Regions from separate parts of the Zea mays genome. Here region 1 is linked to region 2. Evidence: chromatin contacts called from public Hi-C data. All regions are on one chromosome and are shown on one strand. The core of a region is the stretch at or near the end of the contact, and the rest is flanking DNA. Distances in the headings are between cores, read along the strand shown.

Evidence for each region. A called contact is a pair of places that touch in the nucleus more often than the background predicts.
Region 1: a Hi-C map of leaf shows a contact between it and region 2, with 3 times the contacts expected there. The contact joins the promoter of LOC100279200 here to the promoter of LOC100276139 in region 2. A contact is called at or near these places in 4 of 25 Hi-C or Micro-C datasets (ear, leaf and tassel).

What each region holds. Positions count from the first base shown.
Region 1 is chr7:138,422,540-138,427,341 of Zm-B73-REFERENCE-NAM-5.0, forward strand. LOC100279200 (IRK-interacting protein) reads right to left here and starts at 1,337. Exons shown (of 2, transcript NM_001152224.1): 1 at 916-1,337; 2 at 1-787. The coding sequence starts at 1,176.
Region 2 is chr7:138,177,249-138,182,139 of Zm-B73-REFERENCE-NAM-5.0, forward strand. It overlaps LOC100276139, which reads right to left and starts at 1,644. Exons shown (of 1, transcript NM_001149999.1): 1 at 1,023-1,644. The coding sequence starts at 1,592. The coding sequence ends at 1,245. LOC100282589 (polygalacturonase) reads right to left here. Exons shown (of 3, transcript NM_001155497.2): 1 at 4,731-4,891; 2 at 4,092-4,423; 3 at 3,298-4,009. The coding sequence ends at 3,522.

The DNA of each region.
Region 1 (4,802 bases), core at 87-2,586, 240 kb after region 2:
TCACCTCGTGGCTCACCGGCATCGAGAGCTCTCGGCTGGGTTCGATCGATTTCGTCGGTCTCCGGGAGACGGACGGCGAGTTGGTGGCCTGCCGCAGTGCCTTCTTGAGCTCCGAGCAGTACGCTTCCACGCTCACCAGCTTGGTGGCCAGCTCCCCCAGCGACGACCTCACCTCGGCAGCTTCGTGCAGGGCGGCGTCCCGGTGCGCGTTGGCCTCCGCGAGCTCTTTCTTGAGGGACTCCATAGATAGCGCCCCCCACTCGGTCAGCAGCTGCGGCATGTTGCCGCGCTCGATGGCCGTCGGCGACGTCATCTCCGGTGGCTTGGCTTTCTTTCTCGACTTGGGGAAGAGCCACGAGAGGATCTGCGGCGGCCCTCCTTGCTTCGTCCGCGAGTGCGCCGATGGGGGTGGCACCCTGGTGCCGCTGATCGTGGCGGGCCGGAACGCGTTGCCGCACGTCGCCGGTGGCAGGTTCAGCTCGGACGTGTAGGCCACCCGGCCGGCGGACGGCAGGAAGCGGTCGGCCGACGGCGCCGAGTGCATGAAGGCGGGGTGGATCTTGTACGCCGTGCCTCTGTTCCGAAGACGGTGGTCGTTGGAGGAAGGGAAGAACACGTCGCTGTTGGAGGACGAGAAGGCTTGGAGGCCGTCGTAATCGGACAAGGCCGCGTCGTCGCTGCCACCCTGATCCAGGGCGACCCCAGTCCAGTTTTCCGACCGGCTTCGGTTGTCCGGGCAAATGTGGTTCGGTGCAACGGCTGCTACGTGCTCCTCGTCGTCGTAGGCCTGGCCGAGCCCGGCAAGCAAGCAAGAGACAACATTGTCAGTTGCCGTGAGCTCGAGCCTCGAGGCCTTAAGGTCGCACACTCCCACAGTCCCACATATAGCTAACACGTGTTAAGAAACTAGCTCACCGGAGTAAAAACTGGGTACTCCTCGTCTGCTGCTCTGGAGCGCGCGGGGGACGCGAGTGGCGGGAGGCGAATGACGGCCGGGCTGCGGCTGGCGGCGCGGGCATTGGGCGCGCCGCGCTGGATGAGGGCGGCGTGAAGCTGGCGCAGCTCGACGGCCTTGGCGATGGCCGCCTGCACGTCCTGGCGCGACGCCGGGGCGCCGGACGTGGAAGGCGCAGCGGGGGCAAAGGCCTCCTCGCCCCCGGCGGCGACCACGGCCATGGCGACGGTGGAGGGTCAAAGGCTGCCTGCCCCTTTGGCTCCAAAGCTGCTGCTGCTGGGAAATGGGAAGGGAGGGGATTCTTGCCTTCTTGGGAATCTGAAACGCTGTGAGCGAAGGAAGCAAGGAATTGGCGAACAGTAGCCGAGCCGAGAGAGGGTGGTGGTGGCCTGGTGGGTGAAATCTGAAATGGTGGAGGCCTGTAGGGAACAACCCATTTGAAGAGATTGATAGTACATGCAGCGTCAATTGGGTAAATCTTGAAATCCTTTTCTCTGGACTACGGCTTGCAAAGACAACTGCTTATATTTGAATTTGAGAGACGGAAATAATCCCTCGTTTGAAACACAATTGTTTTTACTCCTGTATATCTGAATAGTATGTAAATTTGGAACTATTTTGTCATCACACAAAGTAACATTATGCTTACTGTTATTATTGTCTGGAGTAGTAGTTGTTGGCAGTTGGGGATGGGCCAAACAGTGGTCATGCTCCTCTCTTCCCCATTGGTTATAAGACCAGCTGAGTTAATGAACCTGCTGTAGTGATGCCAATGCCCTGCAGGCTCTCCTGCACGGCTGCATGTTTGTTTGCCTGTTTGTTTTACTGGGGTCAGCCAATTAGGGTTGCCGAAGCCTGGATTAAGGTCCCAAAATATATACTTAGAGGGTATTTGTGTGGGATTATAATCTACCCAGATTATATAATTCACCAAATTTTGAACTAAACGTTAGTTTAAAATTTGTTGGATTATATAATCTGGTTAGATTATAATACCAAACAAACGCCACCTTACTCTTTTTCTTACAAAATCTGAAAGCCATTTGCCTTCAATTTGGCACCTGGTGAAGTTCACCAATTGAGAGGCCCCTGCAAACTGCAATCACCTGCCACACTAGTGCACTACAGAGCGTATTACAATTCTTTTCTCCATAACAAAAAGTCCATTTGACAGACATTCTTATTGTTCCTCAAAGAGCTCCAAAGTCTTTCTTGATTTGTCTAATGGATGGGGAGGATCTCAAGGAGCCTGTTCTTCCTGGCACTGTCTTGAATCCAGTGATTAGTCAAAAAGGTTACTGCAAAAGGTTAACAAGATCCTAAGCCAGCAGTGTAAGTTAAATTAGAACCTCAGAACAGGGTTAGTTCACATAGCAGATGCGAGGCTCAAGGTCCTAGCTAGCTGCATGCATGGCCAATAATGCAAAAGAAGTTTCACGGATCACAAGTCCGGATAGGTTAAAGTGGTAGGTTAATCATGGTCACCTTTAGTCCTTTACCAGACGATGCAAAAAAAAAATGTGAGCAGTTGTAGACAAACATTATCAGAGATCAGCGATTTGGAAAAGCCCGGTTAGAGACAACAGAACCAACAAAAAGGTAGCATATCATTTCTCTTCCCCTTTGCAACTTTGAGGACTTTTACAGTGGGCCTAGCCAGATGGACCTTACTAGCGTTAGGGCATCCACAATGATTTTTTTTCAAATAATACCAACTTTTAGCATATAGCTCATGATATGAATAGCTTTATGTGGCACTTTTGTTAAATATGTATATGAGACTATCTTTTGGTTAAAAGCTAGTTTTTCTCTTTCTTATGTTAAGATATAAAACAATATGCTTTGAGCTAGCTAGCTTATAAGGCTATTTCCAGTGAAACTTTATTTGAGTTCCATCTTTTATTAAATATCACACCACATAAATAAGTATGATGACATGACAAAAAATTAATAAGGAGAGAGATATTTTCGTGGGAGGTGGGAGAGTTTCATCTAAAAAAACTCAAGATAGACAATTTCATACAAAAAAAGATGTGATATTTTTGAAAACATTAGGGTGCTACTTTGAACTGTGAATAGCCTAAATTACTGTTGCAGGTACTCTAACGCTCTCTCCAATCATTCCTCGTATAGGTTTCCCCTTATATGTACTTTCTAATATATTTTACCCCCCCCTCCCTAAAAGATTCTCCCATTATATATAGTTTGTCTCAAACTATTTCTCCTATACATCTTCCCTATGCATTATAACTCAATTAATTAATTGAAAGGGAATTAGGCTTACACCTAGTTCCTAAATAATTTTGGTGGTTGAATTGCCCAACACAAATAATTGGACTAACTAGTTTGCCCAAGTGTGTAGATTATACAGGTGTAAAAGGTTCACCCTCAGCCAATAAAAAGACCAAGTTTTGGATTCAATAAAGGAGCAAAGGGGCAACCGAAGGCACCCCTGGTCTGGCGCACCGGACTGTCCGGTGTGCCACCGGACAGTGAACAGTACCTGTCCGGTGCACCAGGGGACTCAGACTCAAACTCGCCACCTTCGGGAATTTCCAGGGTGACTCGGCTATAATTCACCGGACTGTCCGGTGTACACCGGACAGTGTCCGGTGTACACCGGACAGTGTCCGGTGTACACCGGACAGTGTCTGGTGCGCCAAGGGAGGTCGGCCTCAGGAACTCGCCAGCTTCGGGAAACGCCAACGGCTAGCCCGCTAAAATTCACCGGACTGTCCGGTGTGCACCGGACTGTCCGGTGCGCCTCCGAAGCAACGGTCATCTCCGCGCCAACGGCTCTCTGCCGCGCATTTAATGCGCCCTCTGCGCGCGCAGAAGTCAGAATCGCCCATGCTGGCACACCGGACATCAAACAGTACCTGTCCGGTGTGCACCGGACACCCAGGCGGGCCCACAAGTCAGAAGCTCCAACGGTCAGAATCCAACGGCAGTGATGACGTGGCAGGGGGCACCGGACTGTCCGGTGTGCACCAGACAGCCTCCCAACGGCCACTTTTGGTGGTTGGGGCTATAAATACCCCAACCACCCCACCATTCATTGCATCCAAGTTTTCCACTTCTCAACTACTACAAGAGCTCTAGCATTCAATTCTAGACACACCAAAAAGATCAAATCCTCTCCAATTCCACACAAAGCCCTAGTGACTAGTGAGAGTGATTTGCCGTGTTCATTTGAGCTCTTGCGCTTGGATTGCTTCTTTTCTTTCTCACTTGTTCTTGTGATCAAAACTCCATTGTAATCAAGGCAAGAGGCACCAATTGTGTGGTGGCCCTTGCGGGGAAGTTTTGTTCCCGGGTTTGATTTGAGAAGAGAAGCTCACTCGGTCCGAGGGACCGTTTGAGAGAGGGAAGGGTTGAAAGAGACCCGGCCTTTGTGGCCTCCTCAACGGGGAGTAGGTTTGCAAGAACCGAACCTCGGTAAAACAAATCTCCGTGTCTCACTTGCTTATTCGCTTGGGATTTGTTTTGCGCCCTCTCTCTCGGACTCGTTTATATTTCTAACGCTAACCCGGCTTGTAGTTGTGTTTATATTTGTAAATTTCAGTTTCGCCCTATTCACCCCCCCTCTAGGCGACTATCAATTGGTATCAGAGCCCGGTGCTTCATTAGAGCCTAACCGCTCGAAGTGATGTCGGGAGATCACGCCAAGAAGGAGATGGAGACCGGCGAAAAGCCCACTACAAGCCACGGGAGCACTTCATCGGAAGAGTCCCGCACCAAGAGGAAGGTGAAGAAGGACTCCTCCAAACGGAAGGAGAAAAAGTCTTCCTCCTCTCACCACAAAGAGAAGAAGGAAAAATCTTCTTCCCACAAGCCGCATCGGAAA
Region 2 (4,891 bases), core at 394-2,893:
GGCAAGTTGAAATAAGACTATGAACAAAAATAGAACCAGGATGTGATCCTTCCGATCCTTAATTAGTGCCTTGGTTCTTTCTATGCCATAGTATTGTAATATGTTACTAATCAGTCATTTCTTGCTGCTTTGTGCCTTTGTCTCTAATTCTTTTATCAGAAAATTCAAATCTCATGGTTAACATGGCTTGTTCTTGTTGTGTCATCTTTCCCACCCATTTCCTGTTAAATTTGTCTAACTCCTGATTGGGTAAGGCCGTAAGGGCAATGTGGGTATGGACAAATTGGATAAGGGTGGAAGCATGGAATCGATGTTCAAATAAGGGTGGATACTATAGTGTGGTACCATAGCTCATGAGCCCAGTTTAGCAAAGAGTTGGTTTAGAAAATAGAATTGGTTTGTTAGAAAAGGAGAGTCCAAATCTATAAGGATTCCTTCTCTAGTTTGTTCGATGGCGAAGTCCTCTAAGGACTATAAATATATCGGCAATGTAACTATTTTAAGGTATGAAAGACAATTATCTTGCTTGGCCCAAGGGCCATCTTTAACGCCTCTTTCTCGTTCGTCTACTCCTTGTGTGTGACTATGGCTCTTGTGCGCCGCTTGGGGTATACGCCCTGCCATCAATCTCCTATCCATATAACTTACACTGCCACAATATGCATTACCATCTATCATTTTAAAACTAATTTATTAGATTGGCTGTGTATGGCCATGGACATCCGACCTGTGCCTGTGGTGTGTGTGTGTGCACCTATAGAAACATGTGTGCCGCCTATCCCAAATGGATGAAAACGAGCTTTCTGATTGGCTGATTAGGCCTGGTCATACTCATACATGTGTCAGACACATAGCAGTGCTCCTGATTTATCTATGCAATATGCCTACTGAGAAATGTGGAAAATACCTGAGGCTCTCAAACAATGTAAGAAACATTTCACGACAGAGCTATCTGCGGAAGTGATAAACAAGTAAAATCCTAAATTGTGCTCATGCGGTAGTACAACGGAAGGATAAGATGATAATACAACAGTCAAACATTTCAAAATATTCAGAATATTCAGGACATTCGCCATCATCACCGGGCAAATTTCAAAACAGAACAGAAAAAACAGCAGCATAGTGTTCAGCTCGTGTTCCATCAATACCAGAAGTCCAGAACATTCAGGACCGCACATTGTGGCCATCTTATTGGAACCAAATCAGAGGCAGCCGAGAGTTCGAGAGGACCTGAGACGCGCGGATCACTCGGCCTGGGTGTCGGCAGCGGCGAGCTCCTGCTGCTGGAGGCGCTCGAGCGCCTTCTGGTGCGCCCACGTCTCGATTGTAAGGTCGGGCTTCGCGTTGAGGCCGACGCCGAGGATGACGACGGTGAGGAAGGAGGTCACGTAGCAGGGCAGCTCCCAATCCTCCCACTTGCGAGATTCCCCCGGAGGCGGCGGCGGCCGGTTGAAGAGGTACCCCTTGGGGCGCTCCTCGTGACCTGGGGTCGTCCACCGCCCGGCCCCCTCGCCGCCGCCGCCGCGAACGCGCGCTGCCCCGCGCAGCCGTGCCCGCAGCATACCATTAACCGCCGACGACATCGCCCGCATCGGTGCGCGTCGAGATCGGAGAGGGGGGAAGAATTCGTCGATTTGGGTGCTTGTCGAGGACTCGAGGTTCGTTGCGCTGTGGAGACTGGCTGCGAGTTGGCCGGAGCCTGGAGGCGCTGAAAATGGGCTGGGCTTGGTTTGGGAGCGCTGGGCTGGGCTTAGCAGAAACTGCAGTTATTTTATGAGCTATTTTATGAGCTAGAATTGGTCTTTACGATTTGCTTGGATCTTGTAAGTAGCTTTCTCCTTCTCAAAAAGGAAAAAACATTTCCCCTTTTCCCATTGAAATGGATTCCTTCTTTCCTTTTCCTTTTGCATTGACTTTTCTTTTCAAAATCATATATTCGGTTTCGTTCATAGTTTTTCTATACACTATACTAATACAAAGAGACAATTCCTTATTTGACACTAGTAAAGTTCTTGGTTCATTTCTTGACCTTTAAAATATAAATCTTCTATATTTAACACTGTATGTAAATTTAGTTCACTACATTATATTAACTTTTATGTGAAAAATATGAGTTTACTCCTATTTAATATTATCCCAATAATTATCAGTGACAAATTTGGTCATTTTTATGGCTCCCACCTATCCACTTTAATCTATCGTGGTCTTTTGTGATCATTGTTGTCTGGTGATAATCCTTAGTATATTGACTTTGTGAAGGGCACATCTGAGTGTCCAATTTTTTATGTCTAATCTTGGTTCTCTTCGTTATTTTCTTGGGATCGAGGTCTCCTCCACGCCTGAAGGCTTCTATCTATCTCAAAAAGTACATTCAGAGGCTTCATGATTATGCTTCTCTTACTAACCACCATACCTTTGAGACTCCCATGGAGCTTAATATTTATCTTAGTGCCACTGATAGTGAGCCTCTTATTGATCCTATCCTATCCGCTATCGTCACATGGTTTGAAGTCTTGTTTATCTTTGGTGTCACTAATATTTATGTTTTTATGTTTCTTGTTCTTGGCATATTCTTAGTCAATTTTGCGGCCTCCACTCTGCTCGACTATAGTCACCTTTGTGAGAAGGTCCAGTTAGTGATACAGATCATTAATTTACATTTTAAACACCTCAATAGCGCAGCCAGATATGACATCATGAATCTCTGGCATATACCTGAATAAAATGGTTAAAAATAACAAACAGGAATGAACCTACAGAACTTCTCCATAATTCTAATTGCAAGTTCGCGTACAGCAATGTCATGAGTTGATGTAATTATAAATCTGAGTCACTAACGTGAGAAGGTCCAGTTAGTGATACAGATCATTAATTTACATTTTAAACACCTCAATAGCGCGGCCAGATATGACATGATGAATCTCTGGCATATACCTGAATGAAATGGTTAAAAGTAACAAATAGGAATGAGCCTACAGAACTTCTCCATAATTCTAATTGCAAGTTCGCATAGCACTTTGAACATATGACCAAGTGTAGAACTCCTTTCCTCACACCACAAAAAGCATGATCCTTAGAACTGGATTATTCAGAACATTTGAATTTAGACAATATTAGACAGTCAAACAAATATCATGTACTCCCCTCCGTCCCGAAATATAGTTTTTTAACCCATTTTTTCTATCCACATTCATTCAAATGATACTAAATATAGACATACATGCAAACTGCATTCATATGTTACTTAATGAATATAAAATTAGTCTAAAACGAATTATATTTTGTAATGGAGGGAGTACATTATTGCAGCAGAATCATTATAAAATCACAAAGCAAACCACATTTGAACAATCAAACATACGAATTCAGATTTATAAAATTATTATAGCAAACCACACCAGTCCCTGCAGAAGCTTAAATGCTGTTGGGATTGCTTATTATTAACACATTTCAATATTTCACAAAAGAATCACCCCTTTATTCTGATAGATACACACGTAATACAACTGTGCCACTTAAATCTACTGAACATCCACTGACTGCCAGTCATGGAAAGACAGATTATCGATGGTTGATGGCCGGAAGAGGATAGGGTTAACATTCCAGCCCTTCAGGCTTCCTCTCGCCCATCTCATCCTCACGTTGTCAATCTCCAGACCGGAGATATGCTCCAGCATCATGCCACCAGTCTTGTGCTTCACCATCTCCTGGCACCCAGGCCTGTAATCATAGAGCCCTCCCGTGTAGTTTGTCCAACGCTTGTAGGTAAGGTCTATGTTCTTGAATTTCAGGTTGCGGAGCAGCCCATGCTTAGATCCAGCCAGAAAAACTCCATTTTCTGATACCGATGAGATGTTGATGAATCTTATGTCTGAAATGGCGCCTTCTTTTGAATCTGGGTGCCTTGGGCAAGTTGTGATATAGATTGGTTCGGCTCTTCCCCACCATAAAGGATGGTAGTACCTGGTCCTCATTTTAATGTTTGAAAACACCACATCATTCACATTCCCTGTAAAAGGTAAACTGTTAGTGTGTCATTCACATTCAACAGATATTTGCTTTACTGACAATCGTAGGTTGCAGGTTAGTACCTCCATCCCGGATCTGCATCCCAAGTCCTCGATGTGAATCAACTATTGTAATGTTGTCAAAAACCAGTCTTTTGAAGTCGAAGAAGCTTGCACTTCCAAACTTGATAGCACAAGATTTAGTCCGCATCCAACAGTTTGTTGCCGTCAAGTTATAAACTGGTCCAGTTGTCGACTTTGGGCTTATAGCATCGTCTCCGGTGTCTATGTGGCAATCAGTTATGACAGTGTTGTTAGAATCCTCAATGTCAATGCCATCATTGTTGGGAGTTTTAAAATCTCCAAATATCGACACATTGTGGATGACTGTGTTGTCACATCTGACAAGGTGAAGACTGCGAGCAATGCAAGTGTAGAGCCTGTTAATTTTGCCAAAGTACACTGACAAATAAACACTGTCTACTTCTGATCATCATATGTCCTAATAAGTAGGAAAACATATCAGGACAAGTTATTTCACACAACCGCAAGAACAAAAATGGTAGAGAGAAAAGGTTGTTGATTCTAGCATCGTTGGAATGGAATAATCAGGCAGGTTTGTTTGTTCCTGTCTACAACTATGGTTTTAGTAGTGAAAATAGCAGCCATCAATTTTTTTTCCCTGAATCGATCGATGAAGTTGATGAAGCAAGGAATGCTTACCACCAGTAGGCGGGCTGGTTGAGTGTGATGTCGTGGATCCTAACATCCTTAGAGTCAATGAAGCCAACAAGCCGCGGCCGGCACTCATCGCCCAGGCAATCGCCGGTGGCATTCCAGCTCACCATGACGTTCTTCACCTCGCTGGGCCTGACAACAAATGC